2 separate regions of the Sus scrofa genome follow, and region 1 is linked to region 2. A link is a contact called in public HiChIP or PLAC-seq data. All regions are on one chromosome and are shown on one strand. Each heading gives the region's core, a stretch centred on a gene start, on an enhancer-like site or on the middle of the called end of the contact. The rest is flanking DNA. Distances are from core to core; before and after follow the strand shown.

Region 1 (6,268 bases), core at 3,252-5,751, 560 kb before region 2:
TTGCAACATGAAGCGCTGAAGAATCATATAAGGATAAAAGGCAATGAATTAGTTGGCTATCTCTACAATGGATAGTATTTTTCCCCCATCTCCACCCCCCCCCTTTTAAGGCAAGATGGTATAATGCAGACTCCGGTTAAGGAGATTCTAGTACTAGTTCTGCCATTCACCACTATGTCTTTGCCTAAAGCTCTTAACTTCTTTTCATGCTAATAAAGAGTAACGGATTAGAACTAAGGTCTCCTTCCTACTCATGTATTCTGTCACAGAAAAAGAGCAAGGCAAAATTCAGAGACTTCAGAGATTATCTAGTCTTCAGCCTAATCATAGCAAACTGATACCAGAAAATACAAGTCATTTGCTCAAAGTAACACAGATGCTTAGTTTGTGGTAGAGCTTAGATGGAAATTCCAGTCTCCTAACTCCCATGTCAGGGGCCTTTTCCACTGTACTACATGACTCCCATTTCAGAGTCTACTAAATAAAGTTTCTTTCAGCAAATCTGTAACACTGCAGACTAAATGCTATTTTGTATTTTGACCGTGGTTCCAATCATATTCAACACAAGGCTCTCTAAAATTCCTCTTACACTAGGAAAATGTTTCTCTAAATTCCTAATTTTCAAATTGAAAATTTTGTTCCATTAATCACAATAACACTAACAGCTTAACACTTATAATAATAAATTAAATTGAATTCATCTCAACAAGTCCATGAGATAGTTAATATTTTCTCCATTTAACAGATAAGGAAACTGAGGCACAGACATATCAGGAAATTCTTCCAAGTCTCACAGCTAATGTGATGGTACTGTAAATTTGAATCCAGACAGTCAGGCCTCAGACTTTATGCTCTTCTAAGTTGCTATACCATCTCCCTAGAAAACCAGTAGCACACATGTATCAAATAGTCACACAATCTAGAAAATATGCATGAAACAAATATGAATTCACACACCTTTTCAGCAATTCCAGAGATTGAGCACTACTGTAACATATAATACACCTTAAACTCACCCTTTTATGTAGATTCTTTCATTACGTGTATTATTTGGGCACAGACACAAGTAGTTGTACACCTTCTCACCCTTCCAACCCATCCTGCACACTGCTAACTAATGCTCCTTTAAAAGTTCTACATATCACCCCTTTAGCCCAAGAACCTACTCCTTGGTATTGCGTTCATTTTCTATCCCCAACAAAAGACTCCAATCGTCCAGCCTTGAGGCTCCAGCAGAGATCAACTTATTGTAGACTCTGCCTTTGCTCACTATTGCTTTCACCTAAATGTTCCTCCACTATTCTGCATTTACTTAAAGCTCTATTAGTTGTTAGGTCTCATTTGGTTACTAAAGCCTTTTTTAGCTACATCAATTCCAACCAATTTATCTCTTTTTAAAATTTCTATTGCTATTACCCACTTAATCTTTCTCTAAGAGTTTTGTAAGTTAGCTTTGTCCCAAATACATTATAAAATTACTTTAGGACGAAGACTATGTCTCATAATATGTCTTCTAAGCACAGTATCTTACTGTACACATAAAGACCAGGCTGACCGATGAAAATGTACATCCTCTTTAATTACTTGTCACCTCCACTCTTTTTATAATTCCATCCTGCTCTTTTGTTAGAATTACCTTATCGGACTTCGGTAACCTAGGGAATCGACGACAGGGTTCTGTTCAAGAGGAAGATTATGTTTTGTATTGCTTTCAACATTATCTGTACTTTTAAAATAAAATCTTATATAAGGTCTCTTGTCAGAAATCAAGAGGTAGTAGTTTAATAACATTTCACAATGATAAAATAGAGACTAAGCAGTTTTTTTGTTTGTTTGTTTGCTTTTATGGCCGCAGCTGTAGCATATGGAAGTTCCCAGCCTAGGAGTTGAAACAGAGCTGCAGCTGCCAGCCTACACCACAGCCACAGCAACTTGGGATCCGAGCCGCGTCTGCGACCTACACTACAGCTCATGGCAACACCAGATCTTTAACCCACTGAGCGAGGCCAGGGATGGAACCCAAATCTTTCTGGATACTAATCAGATTCGTTTCAGCTAAGCTACAATGGGAACTGCCTCAGCTGTTTTTATATAATCCATGTATACTAAATAAATGTTATTACTATTACCAACAAAAATACTTCATCATCTTTCTTAATCAAACTCTTGTAGCAATAACCACACTACTGTAAAAACTCTGCCCTTTTTTTCCTATATGAAGTCATTATAATTTCAGGTACTAAAGGTCAGATTTTGCTGATTAGAAATTTTAATTTACGGATTTCCCGTTGCGGCACAGAGGAAACAAATCTGACTAGGAACCATGAGGTTGTGGGTTTGATCCCTAGCCTCGCTCAGTGGGTTAAGGATCCGGAGTTGCCTGAGCTGTGGTATGGGTTGCAGATGTAGCTCCAATTAGACCCTTAGCCTGGGAACCTCCACATGCCTTGGGTGTGGCCCTAAAAAGAAAAAAGGAAAAAAAAAAAAAAAAAGAAAAAGAAAATTTAACTTACATCTGAACCAGAAGCTTTCATCATTGCATTCTGCAAAGACTCTTCTTTCTTCCTCAGTTGGAATGTAATCAGCCCCTATGTCTTTTTACCAAAGAAAATCAGCAAACATTAAAATACCCAGGGAAAAATTGAATCTAAAAAATTACATTAGTATCTAAATATTCATTATGTTCATAATTTTATGTTCATAAATGAAATAATGAACAAGTGGCTTATAAACTTTTAACAAACTTTGACTTGGAACATAAAATCTGTGGTATTCCCTGGCTATAGTCAGGACTGGTTACAAAATGGGCTGGGTCCAGTGCAAATTAAAATTTGGGACCCTTTGTTCAAACTATTAAGAATCTATTTATTTTCAAATCATTCAGGATGTAAAGATGGCAAGAGTAGAGCATTAAACCAAGGGCGGGTGGGTGTGACCGCACAGGTCACACCCATGAAGCCAGACCAGTGGCTACAGCTATTCAAGGCAGTGAAAATGTCACTAGATAGAAAGCGCTTCTAATTATAAATACTTAAATGATAGTTACGGGGAATTGGTCTTGGAACTTCTGCATTCGGCTCTCGAAACTCAGCCCTCCCACTCATCTTTCCTGCATCAAAAACATTTACGTTAAGTATTAGAAACAACTGAGATTGGCCAAAGTTAATCAACACAAAGCACAGAAAAATTACTAGTCCACGTGGCAACAAATCAATGAATATTTACTAAACATTACCTCTGAAGTACTTGACTTAGCAAGTACCTAAATAAAAAGTCAGACTATTAAGTACTTTATTTATTCATTAACTATTTTAGAACTGACTATTCATTAGGTGCTTTAAAAAGAATAGATGCTTTTAAGTTGTAATGTCTTTTTACTCAACGATTTTTATTTTCTTTTCCATATAGCTGGTTTACAGAGTTCCATTTTCTACTGTACAGCAAGGTAACCCAGTCACACGTGCACATATACATTCCTTTTTCTCACATTATCATGCAGAATAGATGCTTTTTAGTGTTTACCAATTGATTACATCAAGTTAAGAAACAAAAATTTATCAATGTTTTAAAAAAACATATTTTCCCTCCAGAGGCTGGTTTATTTCACATGATCCTATGTTTGGATCCTCTCAGAAATATATGCCCAATGATTAGGATAATTCTCCAAAACAGAGGAAAAACCCCAAGTCATTTCTGGGCTTTCATTTTTAAAAATAAAATAATCATCAGGAAACATACAACTTCTTCCACAGAGCAGTACTCCAAAAAAAAAAAAAAAAAAAAACCTCGAAATAAGAACGACGTCACATTTTTCTCCCTGTGGTATGAAGCTAACAGCATATTCTGCATCCTGTAAACTTTCCTCCCTAGGTTTTCGATTAAAAAAAAAAATTCATAGTATTTCAAGAACACTATTTTTTTAACCGATGCCTTCGGACTTAAGCGACCAAGAGATTAAAGAGTTACGTGCGTTACAGAATGTTCAGGTAGGATCATGATTACTCCCATCTTAAAAACAATTTAAATGAAAACGGAAACGTCAGACGACCATAGCTACTGGGCCCTTCCACTTACGCAGTAAATCAAAACAGGGGGCCTACTACATGCCAATCCCTTGGCCAAGGATAAAAGAACTAAATAAAGCATGTTTTGTTTTGTTAACAAAAAAACAAAAAAACGGAAAGGGCAAATGAACTCAGGGATTGATGGAGGTTGCTTAATGAACTACTTATATTTTAAAACAACAGTAAAAGAAAAAAATGAAAACCGCTTCTTTCTCGTTAACAGGATCCTACCTACAAAGAGACTGCCAGGGCTGAAAAGGGCCCTTTAGACGCCTTCATTTTAATCCCTTTACCCCGAAGAAAAAACCTGAATTACGACCATTGACTCCGCATTCCATCCCCCACCCACTGCGTCTCCCACCCGCAACACCTACACACATCCGTCACCATGAATTTCTCCCATCCACACCCCCCGAGACACGCTCCCTCACCAGCCCTGGTCACCCGCCTGGTCACCCGCCTGGTCACCCGCACGCAGGGGCCCTAGACCAAAAGCGCGATCGGACCACCCTCGCAGACGGGAAAATGGCGGAAGGTGCAGGGGAACGGCTGGCCGCGCGGAGATGGTAAGTGGGTAGGTAGGAGGGCTGAACGGGGCTTTCTGCGTCACCTCACCCACCTCCCGACGACAGCAGCGGGTGACAGCGCGGCGAGCCCGAGCGACCAGGGGCAGAAGGCCTGGAGGGAACCCGAGCAGGGTCGGGGGTGGGGGGAGGGAGGGAGATGCGCGAGACAGCAGCAAAGTTGGGGGTGGGGAGCGGTCACCGCAGCAACCGTCCAGAAATCAACCAGATACGGGCACAAAATGACTACAACCCGGAAGCATTCGGGGCTTACGGAAGGAAATGACGTCAAGACCTTCCCTCCGAGTGTCAAGGCACGCAGCCTCGGAATAGACAGGTGCGCCTGCGTCGGTCAGCGCCGTCCTCCTCGGCTCGCCCCTCCTCCCTTTCCGGGTCCAGGCGGAGGCGCTCACGAGCTGCACTGCGGCTGCGCCAGCCGCCTCTGCGGACCCGAGCTCCGCCCACCGGCTCTCCTCAGGGCGCGGGAAGCTTGGCCTGAGGCTGTTGTGATGGGTAGTTGTGATCTTCCAGGGACCGGCTGGCAGGAACGTTTTGGAGCCCCGCATTTAGGCCGTTGTTCAATTACAAATTTTTCTTGGCTCTTTCTCTGTTTACGGTTTACATAATTCATTTCATTCTTTGAGCCTCTAGGCTAAGCAGTAGCAGGTAATTACTAAGCATGCGCACTTGGCTGGCTCTCAGACTTTTTGAGCTTTAACTTCCAATTCTAGTACCTCAGGCATAGTACAACCTTGCTGTTTCTGAGCCTCGGGTTTTTCTTTTCTGCAAAGTGAAAATAAGATTTACCTCATACGGTTGTGAGGAGTAAAGCAACACACCTTAAACGAGGCTTACATTCTCTATTAATGGAAGAGTTTGGGGGCTCATGTCTTCTGTTCGTCAGATGTCATGCTGCTGTCCTCAGCCACCATTCAGTTATTATTCGTTCTACAGATAATGCGTGCGTGATAGGAGCCAGTTACTGAAAAGTTATTGGTGATTCCACGGTGAACAATCAACCCCTACCCCTTTGATTAACTCTTGCAAACCTCTCAGATTTCTTAGCTCTTACTGAGCCCGCTGTCACTATCCTTCTATCTTTTCCACTGCCTCAAATTTATTCTCCCACAAATATTTTTTAGAGAGAGACAGGGTATAGCGATCCATCTAAAACACAAATCAACTCCCGTGATTCCTTCCTTAGAGCATTTCGATCATGCACAAACTGTGAGTGTCTTTTCATGGCTTGGCATCTGTCCCCTTGAGCCTCACTTTCTTGTTTTATTTATTTATTTTGGCCACTTCTGTGGTATGTGGAAGTTCCCGGGCCAGGGATTGAACTGGAGCTACAACAGTGATGGTAGCACAGCAGTGTCGCATTGTCATGCCAGGTCATAACCCACTGAGCTACCAGGGAACTCTTTTCTTCTGTTTTGTGTTCACTGTAAGAAACAGCCTGCAGCCCTTTGTACTCAGTTCCCTGTATGTTGTTTTTCCTAGCACAACCCTTCTGCCTGTGTTGTCAATGCTATTGATATTTCCAAATCTTGCTTTTATATTTCCTCCCATGTGAACCCTTCTCTGAAATACACCTCAGAAAATTAATTATGCCTCCTTTTTAGTACCTCTTTCTTTTGTGAG
Region 2 (6,888 bases), core at 3,495-5,994:
TCAGTCATACTAATCATACTGAATGTAACATTCTATGTGACACAGCTCATTTTAACTCAATCCTCATAAACTGTAAATTTGTTGACATATTGGACCCATTTGAAACACTATTTAGATCTTTTTTTTTTTTTTTTTTTTTTTTTTTTGTCTCTTTTGCTATTTCTTGGGCCGCTCCCGCGGCATATGGAGGTTCCCAGGCTAGGGGTTGAATCGGAGCTGTAGCCACCGGCCCACACCAGAGCCACAGCAACGCGGGATCCGAGCCGCGTCTGCAACCTACACCACAGCTCACGGCAATGCCGGATCGTTAACCCACTGAAAAAGGGCAGGGACTGAACCCGCAACCTCATGGTTCCTAGTCGGATTCGTTAACCACTGCGCCACGACGGGAACTCCATAGATCCTAATCCAAAATATAAATTGTCCAAACCCATACGGTTTCACTCAATATGTTCCCCATTTAACCTTTTCATCCGTCTCTTCTTCAGCGTGTAATCTAGTTTTATCTCTGTGCCTTTGTTTTCTAACTCTGGAATTTAATATATTTTTTATTTACTATTAAATTAATATTAAAATATTAACACAGCAAAAATAGAAGAAAGCACTTTTAAAAAAACCCCCCATAATCCACAAGTCACACATTATTTTATCTAATAGTTTTGCATGGTTAAGACGGCAAACTCTGGAGTCACACTCTTATATCCACATCCTGGCTGTGTGGCTTTGGGCAAATTACTTAGACCTCTGCCTCAATTCCCTCATCTGTAAAATGAAAATAAGAACTGTGTGCAGTTTTCTATTAAAGCTATTGCACCTCAGGCAGTTGTGCGAATTAGATGAATTAATCTAATGTACTTAAAACAGTCTGGCACATAGGAACTCCCTCAATAACTGTTCATAATTCTTATTTTCAACACATCAATTCTATTCCCATAAAATTTTTAGTTACAATGATAGGATATGTAAAGCATTGTATATTTTAAAAAAATTTTTTTTTATATTTTTGCTTTTTTAAGCCTACACCTGCGGCATATGGAGGTTCCCAGGCTGAGTCCAATCAGAGCTACAGCTGCCGGCCTACACCACAGCCACAGCAACGTGGGATCTGAGCCACATCTGCAACCTTCACCACAGCTCACGGCAACTCTGGATCCTTAACCCACTGAGTGAGGCCAGGGATCGAACCTGCAACCTCCGGGTTTCTAGTTGGATTCATTTCTGCTGCACCACGATGGGAGCTCCTTTTTTTAATTTTAATTTTTTTTCTTTTTAAAAAATTTAATGTTTTCCTCCACATTTCTACTTTATTACCATAGATACCATTTTTAACAACAGTCTGACATTCCATACTACTGATATATTTTAAACACTTCCCTATTATTGGAGATTTAATTATATTATTATTATGATGATTATTTTTGCAAGCAAAGTCTTTATTACAGGAAAGCAAATAGCTTTCAGGACAGCTGGGAGGGGGAAGAAGAGTTACCCTCTATTTTATTATTAAGAGTGATGATCTTATACACGTACTTTGCATATGATGCTTTTTCTTGCTTTTGCATGATTTATTTCACAATTGTTCCCAAGAGTATAATTTTTGATTTTGTGTCCAACATTTTGCATCCCAAACTCTTTTCTTCCATTTAGTTCAAAAGAAGCAACTACTTTCATCTACATGATGGAAAGAGAGGCAGACATACATCATACCACTACAGTGAAGTAGTAATCTTCACGTAGGAACAGATTCATTATAAGACTGATGCCTGCATTATTAGCATCATTGTTGTCATCATTCATTCATTCAACAAACATTTACTATCCATTCATCTAGGATGGGCTTGGTCCATGGGTGGGAAGAAAGTTACAAAAGGAAGCCAGAGATGTACAAAAAAGAGTAGGAGAAGCTCCAAATACCAAACACCACTTTATTTACAAACTTCTCACATTGACTCTGTGTCTTCTTATGCACGGTGTGGAATGTATGTGCAAGTTAAAAAGATGTATTTTCTTTTCTCAAGGAACTAAAATTATGTCAACCTGGTATTGCTTACTTAAACATATAACTTTTGGGGGTGTCTGCCCCTGAGGCATATGGAAGTTCCCTGGCCAGAGATCAAATCTGAGCTGCAGCTACAACCTACCCAACAGCTGTGCCAATGCTGGATCCTTATTAACCCACACTGCTGGGCCGGGTTGAACCTGTGCCTCAGTAGCAACCCTAGCTGCTGCAGAGACAATGCCACCTCCTTAACCCGCTGCACCACAGTGGGAACTCCTAAACATACAAATTTTATAGCAGCCATGTGCATATCTGATAAGAAAGGAATCCTTGTCTTTCTTCATCATAAAGTTATCAATGCCCCTTTTATTCTGTACCTCAATTTTATTAAGTCATAAATGCCCCTTTCCTTCTGTATCTCAATTTTATTAAAAAAGGAGAGCAGCAATAATACTGTTTGAATCTTCTCTTTGGAGAAAGAGGGAGAAATCTTTTTAGGTCCACCACCAGATTCCTTCTTGTGAACGGGCTCAACATAAAAGTTTTCATTACATAAGCCTAAACGTTGCATTCTGTTTTCCATGAAAGCTATTGTCCATTTCATATAGGAAATGGTAGAGATGAAACTTTTTTTTAGCCTACCACATCCTGAGTTCAGTTTTACACCTTTCTGTCAATGTAGCTCAAGCTCCCTTACAGTCTCTCTAACAACACTGCTGAAAACCAATGCCAACACTCTCCATCACAGGCTTCGGAGATGATTAAACCAGTACTAACCACCTAATTATACTATTTGATTGGCACTACAGAGACTGCTTTCACCAGGAAACAGTATAGCACTGTGGAAACTACCTCAATTATCACTGATAAAGAGTTATGCTGATCTAGATGTTTCGTTCACACATCAGTCCTCTCTGGTTTTCTTGAGAACTAAGAATGACAAAACAGACTCCTCTCTCTTTCTCTCTTTTATTTTATTTTACTTTTTAGGGCCGCACCTGTGGCTTATGGAAGTTCCCAGGCTAGGGGTCGCATCCGAGGTGCAGCTGCTGGCCTACAGCACAGCCACAGCCACAGGATCCAAGCCACATCTGTGACCTACACTGCAGCTTGTGGCAACACGGGATCCTTAACCCACTAAGTGAGAGGCCAGGGATCAAACTCATATCCACTAGTTGGGTTCTTAACCCACTGAGCCACAACAGGAACTCCCTTACCTTTTCTGGATCAGTCAATTTGATGAAAATTCTAAGTCCTCTCACTTACACATATATATGTGTGTGAGCATTTTGTCTAGGGAGAAAACCAACTTTATTACCATAATTATATGATTACAACTCTTCCCCTCTACACACACACACAATTTTTTGCACCTTTGGAAAAAAGTTCCTAACCTCTGTTCCCTCAAAGAACACCTGCCCTGAGGGAAATTATATCAACTAGTCAACAGAAGGCAGAAGAGACTGGGGCAGGGAGGAAAGAAGATCACAAAAGGGACATTTTACAGGATTTATTCTGATAGGTCATCATACTTGAGGCCCTCACCTCAGTGGAAGAGGATTTTGGAATCAAAAAGCCTTGGTTCAAACCTGTGCCCTCTTCCCACCCCTCCCCTACCCCCTAATCCTTTCTCTAATGCATTGTATGACTTTAGGCAAATCATTATTCATTAGATTTTTTTTTCCCCCTCTGGAAAATGGAATCTTATCAGACCTCTTCTAAGGGTTACTGAATGATCAAACGAGAGATAACATAGGAAGACATGATTCTAGGTCTCCAGTAAGCACAAGGCACAATGATGCTTAATGTATGTGCCTTTCCCTTTGCTTCATCTTCAGGCTTTCGGCTTGCCCTACCATTTAGCTCTCAGCTACAGTGTCACCTCCTCTGAGCCATCTCTCCTTCCTCATCACTCTCAATTCTATCACCCTGCTTTAAATTAGTCAGGATGCTTCTCAGGTGTGCAATGGCTTCACTTTTACCTGCTTATTGATGACTGATTGACTACCCCCCCACCACTAGTCTAAAAGCTCGTCCAAGGCAGGAGTTCCCATTGCAACTCAGTGGGTTAAGAATCTGACTAGTATCCATGAGGATGTGGGTTCCATGCCTAGCCTCACTCGGTGGGTTAAAGATCCAGCATTGCCACCAGCTGGGATGTAGGTCACAGATGCGGTTTAGATCTGGTGTTGCTGTGGCTTAGGCTGGCAGCTACAGCTCCTATTTGAGCCCTAGCCTGGGAACTCCCATATGCCACAGGGCCGAGACCTCGTCTTGTATTATTGCGGGCTTCTAACAGCTCATGGGACAGATGGACACTCAAATTTTGGTGAGTCAGGAGAGCAGTGGTTCAGAGCCTGGAATCAGGAGGAGGGCTTCTGGGATGTGAATCCCAGCTTTTCAATTTACTGGTTAGCTGACATTAGGCAGGTTAACTCTCTGTGCCTCATTTTCAGCCTATGTATAATGGGCGATTCTGATAAAACATAAATTTATTAGACATGTTAATGCGGGTAATACATTTAGAAGAGTGCCTGGCACAAAGTTAAGTCTTATATAAGGGCAGTTGTTATCCTTCAGTGAGTGAATAAAGTGTAACTACAATAGTGAGGCCACGTGACCCTGTAAGTGTTTCAGATACGCTCTGCTGCTTCAGGTTTGACAGTAAAAAGACTTATTCTTTTAGTAAAACTTGTTGCTTCGCTCCACCGCACCGCATCACCCACCTGGCTTGCCACGAGTTAGCTGAAGGGGAGGTGCGGTACCTAATTCCGACAGAGCCCCGGGTCACCCACAGGTGGCACTGCGCGGGGTTCTCCCGGCCTGGGGGTGTCCTCATCCTCGCACCGCGGTTCTGGGGTTGGGGGAGGAGGCCCAGCGCGCCGTCCGAAACACCAGGGAAGTTTCTTCGACTCTCCCCATACTCCAGTTGGGTCGCGGGAGCCCTGGCGCGTATCCGACCCACTCTGGCCATTTGTTTCAGACCCGCAGTAGGGCGGTGGGAACAGGTCGCCGCCGGTCTCGGTGAGCGGGGGCGGGGCGGTAGAGAGGCGGGGCGGGGAGCGCAGGGGCGGGGCCGGAGGGCAGGGGCGTGGCTGGATATCAGGGGCGGGGTCGGAGAGCAGGGGCGGGGGGGACTCGGGACTCCGTGGCGCTGGCAGACCTCACGTCTCCCGGGCTCGGCGCAGCCGGCGCACTCCAGCCAGGTAAGGGCGCCGAGGACCGACGAGGGCGGCCCGGGGACTGGGCGACTCTGGGCGGGGAAGGGTGGGGACGGAGATGCACGCGCCAAGAGGAGTCTTCTACAAACCCAGAGACGTGGAACTAAAAACGATTTTCTCTCTTCTGTGCCGCTGTGAGTGGGGACGTGCCGCGGCAGGTGAGGACCCCTGCTCCTGCGGTCCAGGAAGGGACAGGTGCACGTCCCAGCGTAGCCGCGCCTTCCGGCGGCCGCCGCCTCTCCGCCTCTCGGGCTCGGGCACTGGCCTCTACCGAGGAACACCCGCCCCTTTCCCCTTGGGTCTCTGGACCAAGGCCGCCCCTCGGCAAATTCGGCATTGGGTTCGCTTCTCAGCTGCGCCGCGGGGTTGATTCCTTCTCTCAGCTTGATTGAATCCGCCGAGGCTTGGCAGAATCCACCGAGACTTTCCAGAGTTGCACGTATCCTAAGTGCCTCACATTACTAGCCTTACGTTTTTCATCTGGGAAATTGTGTTTGAACCTTGAAAAAAGGGGTCTGGTGAATAAATATATTGGAAAAGCTAGGGCCTTGACTCGGTGTGTGTGGGGGGGGCGGCGGCAGCGTGAGCTTTCCCTCGGATCCTAAATTTCCTTTTGGTTTGATTTTTTTGTTTGTTTCGTTTTCATGGAAGAATAACACGTTGCTGTGTATCAGGTTCAGAAACAGCCTCATCTATTGCCATTCTTTGGAGACTGGAATATTTGATTAGAAGCTTGGGTCTCAATGTTAAGTCGGAACAACAGGATGACTGGTGGCTAAGTGGGTTTGAAGCTGGTCCAAAATAGTTAAGTGTTTTCAGCATATACCCTGTGTTTTTCCAGAGAGTGCCCATTTTTCCTGTTAGGAAATTCTGAGAATTTATTCTCTTCTAGATGATTCTCCCCTAAAGAGCTGGATAGGAAAAAACAGCCCCAACCAAACAGTAGGTTTCCCAGATAAGTTTAGGATTTAGCAGGTTAGTGTGTGACGCTAGTAGCTCAGCTGGCGAGAGTCACATGTAGTTTGGAGTGTCATGATTTCTGTGGAGAAAAGAAGTGTGTGTAATTTTCTCATTACGTATTTGAGAATAGTTTTTAGTTTAAGGTACATTTTCATTGTTTAGGCAAGACCTATACTTTCCCAATACTCCAATTAATCTGATCAATGTATTGCTTCTCTCGCCAGCTTTAGATGATTACTGCATTGTGTTTATGTTAATGATCTTGATTCTTCCCATGGGGTGTGTACTTTTTGGTTTGTGGGACCGTATAGAGCCCTATAGGGTAAGTGTTGCAAACACATGCAAATCTGTGCAGTGCTCTAGTTGGCAAGACGTTTGCCCCACATTGGTCCTTGAACTAGAATTTTCACATCTTTCCAAATAGGAAAGAATAATGTTACTATATGCTCTAGCACTGTCCACCTGTTATCAAGATAGCTTATCAAACTATCAACCTGTTTACAGTTGTATCGGAGAATAGTGACCTTTGCTCTCTAAGTTGACCCTTTAATAAGGTGGCTGGTGGGGTTGTGGGCAGTGTCTGGCCACTCGTTGCATGGGGAAGAATCCTGGTCTCCCCACCTTCCTTTGTGTATGCAGAGCGCTGAGGGCCTGGGCCTTGGGCCTCCAAGCACACCTCTTGCCTACAGGTTCTTCCAGGTTGACCCG

The links. HiChIP or PLAC-seq counts read pairs in DNA pulled down with a chosen protein or histone mark.
Region 1: a contact with region 2 is called in an H3K27ac HiChIP or PLAC-seq map of alveolar macrophages. The contact joins the promoter of FRYL here to the promoter of TEC in region 2. A contact is called at or near these places in 1 of 5 promoter capture datasets (fetal liver) and 1 of 2 datasets of contacts at active chromatin or transcription factors (alveolar macrophages).

The regions. Positions count from the first base shown.
Region 1 is chr8:38,744,071-38,750,338 of Sscrofa11.1, reverse strand. It overlaps FRYL (protein furry homolog-like), which reads left to right and starts at 4,501. Exons shown (of 66, transcript XM_021101186.1): 1 at 4,501-4,630. OCIAD1 (OCIA domain-containing protein 1) reads right to left here and starts at 4,924. Exons shown (of 8, transcript XM_021101191.1): 1 at 4,902-4,924; 2 at 3,047-3,109; 3 at 2,514-2,594. The coding sequence starts at 3,104.
Region 2 is chr8:38,180,115-38,187,002 of Sscrofa11.1, reverse strand. TEC (tyrosine-protein kinase Tec) reads left to right here and starts at 4,744. Exons shown (of 18, transcript XM_013978657.2): 1 at 4,744-5,023.